Linked DNA regions of Xenopus tropicalis: region 2 is linked to region 1. The links are chromatin contacts, called in public Hi-C maps. All regions are on one chromosome and are shown on one strand. The core of a region is the stretch at or near the end of the contact, and the rest is flanking DNA. Distances in the headings are between cores, read along the strand shown. Region 1 overlaps meis1 (homeobox protein Meis1). Region 2 holds the start of meis1 (homeobox protein Meis1).

Region 1 (5,322 bases), core at 1,459-3,958:
AAAGTGTTGTTAATTCACTTGAATTCCAACGTGTCAATAACAATAGTCAAATAAACACACTCTTTTCACAATCATGTCTTGCTTATGCAAGGAAACCCACAAATTAGCTTTAGGTAAACGCTTACATTACCATTTTACCTTAAGTATGTCGGAGAAGAAAAAAAAAGTAAATGCAGTCATTGTGCATTTAAAACCACAAAAGTAACATTTCATTATTTTGGTTGACTTAACGTAAAAAAAGTGTTTGTGGTTTGATGCTCTGATGACCTTGTAAAACCATAACAATGACAGGCACCCGGTCCGTGCACCAGAGCTGTTTTTGCGGCTCTTTGTGTCTTTATCTTCTCGTTCTTTTTTGCATAAAAGGTGAAAAATCAAAAAATGCCATCAAAGACTCGGGAGCCATGGAAAATCTTCATCTGCATTTAAAATTTCAATGAGCAAATCTGCTTTATATCCTAAAGAAGCATCATTTGAAAAGAAATATACTTGTGTTGATTGAAGAACAGCCACTATCCATAACCATATTTATAACCATCCCCCACACACATTCCATTTTATACCTGATTTCATTATTTTATATGATCTCTGGCTTTAAAAACGACAACCAATACTTTAAATGGAACTATCAACTTTGTAACTAAAAAGAAGAAATCCAATTGATTATTTATGGAAATATCAACTACAATCTGACAGGGCCGACTTTTTATCCAGCTTTGCGCATCAATAGATAATCAAGGCCCTAAAACAGTCTTAGCTTCCCATTACCTCAGGCAAAAGAATTCCTGAAAGCATGCCTTCAGGGCACCTGAATTATATACTCCATTAGGAGAAGAAAGCAATTCTGAATTCCGAGTCTAACACTCACCAGAATCTTTCCTGTTTGTTTCTGTTCTATGAAAGCAGAAGCATTAGGAGTTGAATTTTTGTAAGTGAAGACTTATGTAAATACAATGAAGAAACCTTTCAAGCAAGAGCCAGATCCCCTCCTTCAATCCCTGGCAATGACCTATCCCAAATAAAAAGGTTTCTGTTACATCATTAGGTCAAGCCAAAAACAGTCCAGGCTTAATGCAGTTTGTTCTTCCTACTGTTTTTAGGCAAATACAGCTACTTTACTCCCATCTGGGAGGGAAATGACACTGCTGAGCTGTAATCTAAGACAAGATTTTCATTGGAAGCAAATGCCTTGAATTCAGCGTAAATACTGATGCGTGTTCAGAAAAGCCTAAAACAATAAACCATAGTCCTGTCCGACATGAGTTAGAGAAACAGAGAAAAGAAAAAGCAAACAGAAAGGAGGGTAATTTTGTCCGGAGATGTTTTGACAATGGTGCGTTTTCTCAGTACGTTATTAAGCCCTGACTTTCCATGCTGAAATTGGATTTGCAAAAAGCAAAATAAGGAATCTTTTGTTTCCGTACACCCTCTCTGTGATGTGTACAAAAGCTCCCTACAATAACCCTAAAGGTCCAATGATTAAGCACATGGTCGCAGCTAGAAAGAACATTTGCCGAATGTCAGAGGAGTGACTTCATCCCCCAGATTTGACTTCTCCTGCTGCCAAACGAAGGCAAATTATGAAGGCAAGCTGAAAAGGTGGAAATAATCATAAAAATGATGCTAGTCCATAAACAAGCTTACAGCCTCATTAGTATAGCAGTAGGCTCCGCTGGGTGATTTATGCTCGTTTTGCTGATGCCATGAGGAAATGCCATAGGGCAACTTTGGCCAACTGCTAATGGTTTCTGACAGCTTCTTAGCAACTAGTGCAGGCCACGTTGTGGCGTTTGCTAGTGACAGAAACTGAAAATGTCATATCATCTGCCCATGTGTCATGAAGTCAGTGTGGCAATTAACTAGTAGGCCGCTGACTGAGAGGCCAGAGGCTCTTAAAATGGCCTTTGGCTATTCTGGGTAGAATATGCCCAATTTTGCATTTGTGTTGCACATATGCAATATTACAATGCGCAGACCTGGTTCACACTACCTTTGTCTGGGTCCCTGATGAGTCTGCTGCACTCAGATCTCCTAGCAGAATAGAAAGTCTCACTTGCTTTCACTTTAGGCGCTGCATGACATTATCAGAGGAGCTAAACGTAATTTGTTTTGATATGATTGTTTGAAATAGCACTTTAATTGGCAATACCTGATTTTTTTGTTTTTGAACATGGCATCCAGAGGTGCTAGCTGTTTTTCTGCTCTCGCAAATTAGTCTAAAAGGATTTGGTATCACTGAAGCAGACTCATTGCCTGTCAAATCGCTCGGAGCACAAGAGCTCTGCACAGCAACGAGACACTATTTAAAAAACACCCGGCCTCTAACTAGCATAAGGAGAGCCGTGCTCCCCCAGTCCAGCTCCCAGCCCTTCCTGTCCGTGTCAAACTGTCAAGTCTTTCACGGCAAGCAAGTCCCTCTTTCAAATAATATTTAAAAATTGTTTATGCAAAAAATTTCATAGGCCGTGATCTTGTGCAACAGGCCAGACACGGAAGAAGGGAATTTGTACTTAAATTTCAGTACGGACAATTTCTTATGAGACCCCAGTCTGTCCCCACAGAGTAATGCAGGTGACCTGTGCCACCTCCCTTGCTGTCAAGAGGCTCAGATTTCAAACACACTCAAATCAAACGTCCTATAGTTGCCTATTTAAGTACACCCAGGCATTTAGGCCATGCTATCTTGTTTCTTTCAAGAGAGGATAAAGCAGCATTTATAGCATTCAGGCCATTCAATAGGTCAAACTGCCCATGTCAGCAGGGGTCCCTCGCTTGCCTCTCATGCAGGTCAGATCTCCCTCCTCATACAATCTTCCTTCCCACAGTCACTAATGGCATTTAGAAATAAAAAAAGACAATAAATGCTTAGAAAAAAAATTCCAGGTCGAGAGTCTGTTCCCAGCATTTTCCGTACCACTCTTAAGAAGCATGTAGGTCAAGGAGATTATTTAAATCTATCTATGGTGAATGGTATATGATTTTGCTTTTTTAAGGTCTTGACTATTGCAATGGTGCAATGTTTTCTGGTATCTGTAGTTTTCTTTGGTAGTCCTACTGAATTGCAATCACTGTTCTGTAGTGCAATTCCTCTGGATATTTGAAAGGCAAATATTTCCTCCTTTATAAGAAATATCACATTCTCTTTAGTTTTCTGTAAATTTTCCCAAAGAGCCAAGTTGTAAAAAAATATTTGTAATAATTATATGAAAGCTGTCATGCACTTTTCCCTCATGTAAACGATCATTTCCATTTCATTCATAGTTAAGGTTGCCACCTGGCTGATACTTTGCCAGCCTGGACAGTAAAAATGATGCTGATGCCAATGTTATTAATAGGGTAAAATGAACAAATACACAAAGGCAGGTAATTTTTTTCCAGAAAAGTTAGCAACCCTGTTCATAGTCTCCAGTGAAACAGTGGCCTCTGGTGGGCAAGCTATTGTGGTCACCAAAAGACAGCATGTTTAAAAAAGACAGAAAATTATTTGATAAGTATAATGATGCACACTGGGAACATTAATGGCAACAAAGTCTTGTTATGAACCTAAATAAATATATTAGTTGGAATGTGGAATGTTGGAAAATTATGACAATGGCAAATGGAACCAGTGGCCCCTTCAGTTTAAATTGTGTAGGAGGCATTCTGGGAGTTGTAGTTCCCATGAATTGCACATATCCCATCAATGGGGCATTGTTTATATGTCAGCTGGCAAGTACCAGTCACCTCCTCCCTGTAGTGCTGTGAAAAATGCCGGTGTTTTATTTAATAAATAAAAAGAAAAGTAATGGTGTCAATGTGACAGATTCAGCGTTTCCAGCTGCAGTTTACATAAGACCTTCCTAGGCATCACATAAAATATGTGCACATTTCTCTGGATAATAAGGATGTGATTTAACTTTATGCCACATGAATAAAAGAAAATCAGTGAATGTGACAAAGTTGAAAGAAAAAGGAGCAGCGGAGCCAGGAGTTTTAGGAGACAGGGTGAGCTCAAGGTTTAAGGCTCGTAAGGAGAGTGCCAGGCCAGGAAAATTCCCTCGAGGCCCATTAACATGCTGAGGGCATTTTTATAAGGGATTGTAAAAAAGAGCTTAATACTAGTAAAGAGTAATGTGTTAAAGAGATAAGTGGTGTACAGTTGTTTTCACCATGGAGAAAGGGGCCACTTTGTTGGGGGGCAAAATGCTTTGGGACATGCACAGCTGCAAAGGCTCAATAAAGCATGTATGACTATATAAACAGTGGCTTTAAGTGTTGCTTGAAAATATAATAGACTCGACTGGGAACAGATCCTTTTTTTCTTCTCTCTCCTATTTTTTCAAGTTATTTCTCGAAGAGGGAATATACGTTTAATTTCTTTCAATACATAAAATAAACAAGTGTTAATCCAACTGACTACAGGGAAATTTACAGGCCTCCTACAGCTATTCGTATGTCCTACATAAGCTTATTATAGAGCTGGGGTGTCCATGCAGCATTATGATTAACCATCCATGAGACAATTCATAAGGGTGAATTACTTACCACTGATGGAATGGATGGTAAAATTAGGGTATGTTATGTAATAGATTCTTTATGCAATTAGTTATTGTTAGGGGTAATATAAAAAGCCTCATGTGTCATAAGGTTATGGATAAATTAGGCCTAATATCCTATAAACCAAATGTCCCAAGGCCAAATGGACAGTACTGTCATAGAGTGTAAAGGCTTTCAAGGATTTTAATCATGGAAAATGAATGACCCTCCTCTTAAATTAGGCCTTAAGTATCAAAGAAGGCACATATAAGTCACATATATACATACACATGGAAGCATCAAATATCAGATATGAACAAAAAAGGTAAATTAATCACAATGATGTAGGTGCATGTCTTGTTATAAGAAGTAACATACAATATCTTTTGGTCGGCTATTTGAACCAATTCTGAAACTGAAATGTTGCAGAGGAAACACGTCACACACAACATGCCTTTTTCCATGTCTCTTCCACATTTAACATTTAATCAGTTGCTGATAAGGAACAATGGTTAAGAAAACAGCCCAACATATTTGTGGTGATTGGGCTCTCCCTTCTCATTCTGGCAGTATCTCCCACCGAATTCCCTTCCTTTCAGATGTTGACTCTAGATCAAGTAAACTTAACACAATAGGTCAAAAAGGTCTCTACCTGTTTACAAAAATGTTTTCCTTATAAAGAAGGCTTTCAACATAACAGACACAGAGCTATTTTAATTAAAGGAAACAGAGTCCCAGTCTTGTGAACATAGGAATATGATACACTACAACAGGGCTGTTCAAACAGCATCCCCCCAGCGCCACGCA
Region 2 (5,322 bases), core at 1,888-4,387, 54 kb after region 1:
TTAGAAACGTTCTCAGGAGTTTAAACAGAACTGCGCCGAGCGGACAGGACAGCGCCGGAGTTACCATGTTACATACATACAGTGTAAAAGGCACAGGGCTATGGGAATTCTTTGCACTTCCCGCGATAAGTAAGGGAAGAAGTGACAGAGGGTGCCCTGGGTACCTACCCATAAATGGCATCTTTATCTCTCTTTAGAGCGTCATTGACAGAGGAGCCCATGCTGGGGGGCATAGCGTTGGTGTGGGCCGTGTGCGGGTACTGGTGGGAATGCAGAGGAGGCCCATGATTCAGGTGGTGCACTGGCTGCATAGACCTGGCAGCATGGGGATCGCCATACATGGTACTGGGTATGCCCACTCCATCCATGCCACCGTAGTGGGGCAAATCGTCGTACTGTGTAACAGACAGAAAAAAACCATGAGCAGCTGCTCTCCTGACAGAGCCGCCGGCCTCTGCTGCTGGGGCCTTCCTGCAGCTCCCATCCTACTCCTCTCTGGATCATTTCATTCCCAACACTCATTCGGATCGGCTTGGAGAATTAGCATTTTATTTCATTAGCCATTCCTTGCCACTGATCAGATGGAAAAAACCAATGGAAATCAGAAGAACTGACAATATTTTAGATGTGACAGTTGGGAAATCAAGCTGAAAGCGTTTGCTTAATTCAATAACCATATGCCAAAATGTTTCAATGAGGGCAATTATAAGAGGCATGTGAATTTAGCATGTGGCTTCCTCTGGCTGCTATCTGGGCTACAAACAAACTGGGCAAATGCTGAATTTCAGGCTAATTACTGCACTCAACAAGCCCATTGTACACTATTAATTATCTAAAACAAATATACAGTATATGTAAATATATATATATATATATAGTTATATACACTTATGTATATATAATGCATTTACATGTATTTACTTTTCATTTGTATTTTTATAAAACGCTAACACTTTAGTCTGCCTATATATATATATAAATATTTCTTATCTTTGTATATCAATATATATATATATATGTGTGTGTACTTATGTCTGAATGTATGTATATACAAATATATCTTTCTATAAATACATAAATCTGTGTTAAACATATATTATATCTGCATATGACTGCTAATACAATTTTAAAATTAAAATAAAAAATGTAAAAGCATCAGGGCACTGAAATTGCTGTGTAGAACTACAGTGTGGGGATAACACTAAACACAATCAAAGCCTGGGTGAGGGCAGAAAGTTTAGACAAATCTCACAAGTCCCAGGAAAGTCACTATCACAGAAAGGATCTGGTTCTAGCTTGTCATATTACTGGTTACTTATGCGATTTGTGCGATTAGTAAATACTAACAAATAAATAAAGATCATGACTTGCTATCAGGGAGAACGTTTTCCATTCTATCGGAAATAAAGAAGCTGCCTGGAGCTGCAGGCATTAGTAAATAAGAGTTCAGTCAAGCAGTGACACTTGTTTGGAAGTGAAGTGTCAGCCTTTGCAGCTTTCCCCTTACAGATTGCTCATTATGGCGCTGCACTCAGATTATGCAAAGTTTAATGACTTTTAATTATTGCAACGCTACTGATTATGAGCACAGATTCAGAATAAGTGGCAGCAATTAAGATTACTTGTGTATTTGGAACACAACTTCATTGAAGTGTCAGATCCTAAAGAGAGATTAGACCTTTAACACTGCCACTAAGCCTGATGCACAAACACAAACACTTCTTAAAAACTCCGTATTGTCTGGGGCTGCTAGCTGTCTGCACCAATACATTAGGGGAATGCTTGGGCTCACTCACGTCTGCACTCTCACAATATATATGTGTAGAGGTATATTTAAAAAAAAAAATAGAAATTAAAAATATTATGACATGTACTATATATATATATATGTGTGTGTGTGTGATAATGCATAATATATACAGATATACAAAGACACAGTGATAAAACACACACATGGTAAATGCCATCATTTTTCTAATTTACTTACACACACATACATGACCCAACAGTTATACACAAGTGACTGCAGTGATTTGCCCAAGTTACAAAAGTGACACAATTAAGCACATAAAACAAACGTGTACCATAAATGTGTTTAGGTCAGTCACACTCACACATACACAATAACACACACACTTCTGTATAGCTGATCTGTATGTGCTGCTCCCTTCCCACTAAATCTCCCTGCAGAATGGAGAGTAAGTTTAGCCAGAGAGAGAGAGTAGGGGCCCCCTGTTACAGGGCCCAGCAGGGAAGCTTGGGAGTCCCACACATGCTTATTAATATACATACCCTTTGAGCCATCGGCCTTCCTAACTCCTTCCTACTTCAACTTCAGATATATCCTATTTAAGGCCAGTGTGGAACAGAATCAATTACGCAACTCCACAAAAAAAGTGAAAAAAGAAAAAAAAAAAACAGTAAAAAAAATTCCCTTTAAAGTTTCCAATGCGGTGAGAAGTGAAGCCAAGTCTCCGGTCGGACGGCGCTCATTGAATTAACAACATGATAATTCGGCATCAAACGCAACTGCTTCTTTTCCCCCCAAAGATCAGGGAGTGAAAAAATAAAAAAAAATAAAGGCAAATATTTCCCCCCCCCAACAAGATTCAGTAGGAAAGTGCCCCTGGCAGGCAGCTAAGGGCAAGTCTCATGGCTTTGTGCCACCGCAGCTGTCAATCACCGGGCGAGCTTGTCAAGGTGCTGAATGAATGATGATCCGGACAGAACCCCCGGAAAATGTAGTGTCCAGGTACAGAACTGAGGGAGATCGGGGCTCCTAGTGCCTTCTCCCGGGCAGGCAGCCCCGAACAGATCAGCTCTCTCCGTGCGACTCTCAGTGCTGCTGCCGCTGCTGCTGGGGAAAGGGGGAGGCAGAGGAAACGTCTCAGTCGGATTTAAAGGAGCCCCGGTGCTGCTGCTGCCGCTGCTGCTGCTGCCAGACTCGCTGTGCATGGAGTGTGCGTGTAGCCCAGGCGGAGAGCTGCTGGGTCTGGACCAGAATGCTGGAACCCGGAAGTAGTGGTGGCCATAACAGGTCGCGTCTTACACAATGCAATGGGCTGCAGCAACTCGCCTGTGTGGGGAGGGGGGTGTGGAAACGGGGAGGATAATCCCAAGCAGGAGAAACAAGAGCACATACTCCCAATCATAACAATCACAGGGCTCTGCCGCGGCAGGGAAAGAGAGCAGCAGCCGCCTCTCCCGTGTAATGTCTGCCCGTGTAATGTCGGCACATCCCCGGCCGCACTCTGCGGGACTTCATCGGCATGTCACATGGCGCTTCCCCCGCTGCTGTACTCTGACTGGGATCCCGGGGTCCGGCCTTGCACACAGGGGGACCCCACTACTCTAAGGGGGACCCCACTACTCTAAGGGCGAGTGGAACCCTTTATGTGTGTTCCTATATATCCCACTATCCTTTGCTATTCTCCTGACTCTAGTGGGATGTGAGAGTTGTAGTTCAGCAGGAGCTGGGAATCCCTAGTATTATAGATGTATGGGAATACCCTGAAGTGCGGGCAGTTTTAGGCTAGGGCCAACTTTACAGGCAAGCTTGGGCGAAACATAGGTACAAGCAGTTGTACTGCAACTCTCCGCACTTTCCGGCTTTCAGGGATACCTGGGAGTTGTAGTACGCCGGGAGCAGCAGGTCGCATAGCCCTAATGTCACCCCCCCCCCCCCCCCTGACGGGGACACTGTTGCTTTGCACTGGTAGGGCCCCCGATAATGTGTCAACTCGCATGTGGGATTTACAAATAAATGCAGTCGTCTGCTTTCTTAAATAACAATTCATAAAGACAATAATCGTGCAATTCGCTTTAGCTTCTAATTTGTAGCGACGTTGTATTCATTGGGTTTAATCGCTATGGACATTGTAGCTAATACAGCACACAAACAAACTTTTCTTTCATTTCTGCCCGAGAAGGGATCGCTCTCTATGTGCGACTCTGGGCTCTGTCGCCTTCCAGCTGCGCCGGGATTTATAGAGTTTTACCACAGCCCCCTTGAAGATACAGCAAGTATAGATCGAACTCCCCTCCGAATACAGCAGAATGAACTAGCCCAAATCTCAGTAGGCAGCAGGAGAGAGAGCTCTTGTCCAATCAGATTCCGGCAGTTCAAAGCCTGCCCATGTATTGGTTAGAAGGTAAATCAATTATCAAATAATCGATCAGCGGGGCGCTGAGATCTGCACGGAGAGCTAAGACTCCAGTAGGGAGAAAGCGGAGTTGTGCGGCTCGGAAAGCGCTGTGTGGCTCGTCTGTAACCATAGGAAAGGCGCTCCGTCAACTAAACACTGGCATAGCCCTAGCCCTGCACTCCCTCAGCAAGGGGCCTACCTTGTGGCAAACGAGAGCGGGTGGCTGGGCACAGGCAGATAAAAAGTAGACGAACAGATGGAAAAGAAAGCAAAGAAAAGATAAAATACATAAACTGTTGATATATTAATGTCTAAATATGGAAGCAGAAAAAGACTCGTAAAACAGATGACATAAATATATGATAGAGGCAGTTGATAGATGACTGAAAACCACAAAAAAACTGTAGAAGACAGAACAACTGTATGAGTATGACCTTTAAATATATAAACAGAGATTAGACAGGGTAGAGATAGATAGGTAGATAGATAGATGATATAGGAAGATGATAGATAGATAGATAGATAGATAGATAGATAGATAGATAGATAGATATATAGATGATAGATAGATAGATAGATAGATAGATAGATAGATGATAGATAGATAGATAGATAGATAGATAGATAGATAGATAGATACCAACCAAACAACCAGAAAAAAAATAAAAAAGACAGAAACATCTGATATAAACTACTGATATATTGATGACTGTTTTATATATACTACTGATATATTGATGACTGTATATATATATATATATATAAACAGAGAAACTGAAAATATAATAGCGTAATAAAGATAGAATGTTAGATTGTGAGAAAGAGGGAGTAGACAGACAACCTGAAAAAAGTACAGAAACATTATTGACGTCTAAATATATTAACAAAGCAAGCAAGAAATAAAAATATAGCCAAACAGATAGATAGATAGATAGATATATAGACAGACAGATAGATAGATAGATTGATGATAGATAGATGATAGATAGATAGATAGATAGATAGATAGATGATAGATAGATTGATGATAGATAAATAAATGGAGTTGGGGCTCATCATTATGTTACAGTAAAGTGGGGGTATACCTAACCCGATGGCTTTCTGATTCCCATAGCCCATGTAGGGCACTTGCAGAAGAGAGTTGGGTTGGGGTTGTTACAACTTTGCGAGCCATTTG

Evidence for each region. Hi-C and Micro-C count contacts between places; a contact is called where the count stands out from the background.
Region 2: a contact with region 1 is called in a Hi-C map of neurula embryo, with 2.2 times the contacts expected there. The contact joins the promoter of meis1 here to the enhancer-like site in region 1. A contact is called at or near these places in 2 of 5 Hi-C or Micro-C datasets (neurula embryo and tailbud embryo).

Annotation. Positions count from the first base shown.
Region 1 is chr5:31,339,308-31,344,629 of UCB_Xtro_10.0, forward strand. The region is part of intron 7 of meis1 (homeobox protein Meis1); the gene reads right to left. Among named protein-coding and RNA genes, the nearest start is that of meis1, 54 kb to the right of the region's middle. Within about 2 kb of position 2,709, at least 1 of the 11 cell types and tissues checked has an H3K27ac peak or open chromatin away from gene starts, as enhancers often do. A contact at or near this core is called in neurula embryo, where this site is marked.
Region 2 is chr5:31,392,425-31,397,746 of UCB_Xtro_10.0, forward strand. It overlaps meis1 (homeobox protein Meis1), which reads right to left and starts at 3,138. Exons shown (of 12, transcript XM_002931746.5): 1 at 2,293-3,138; 2 at 169-395. The coding sequence starts at 2,304.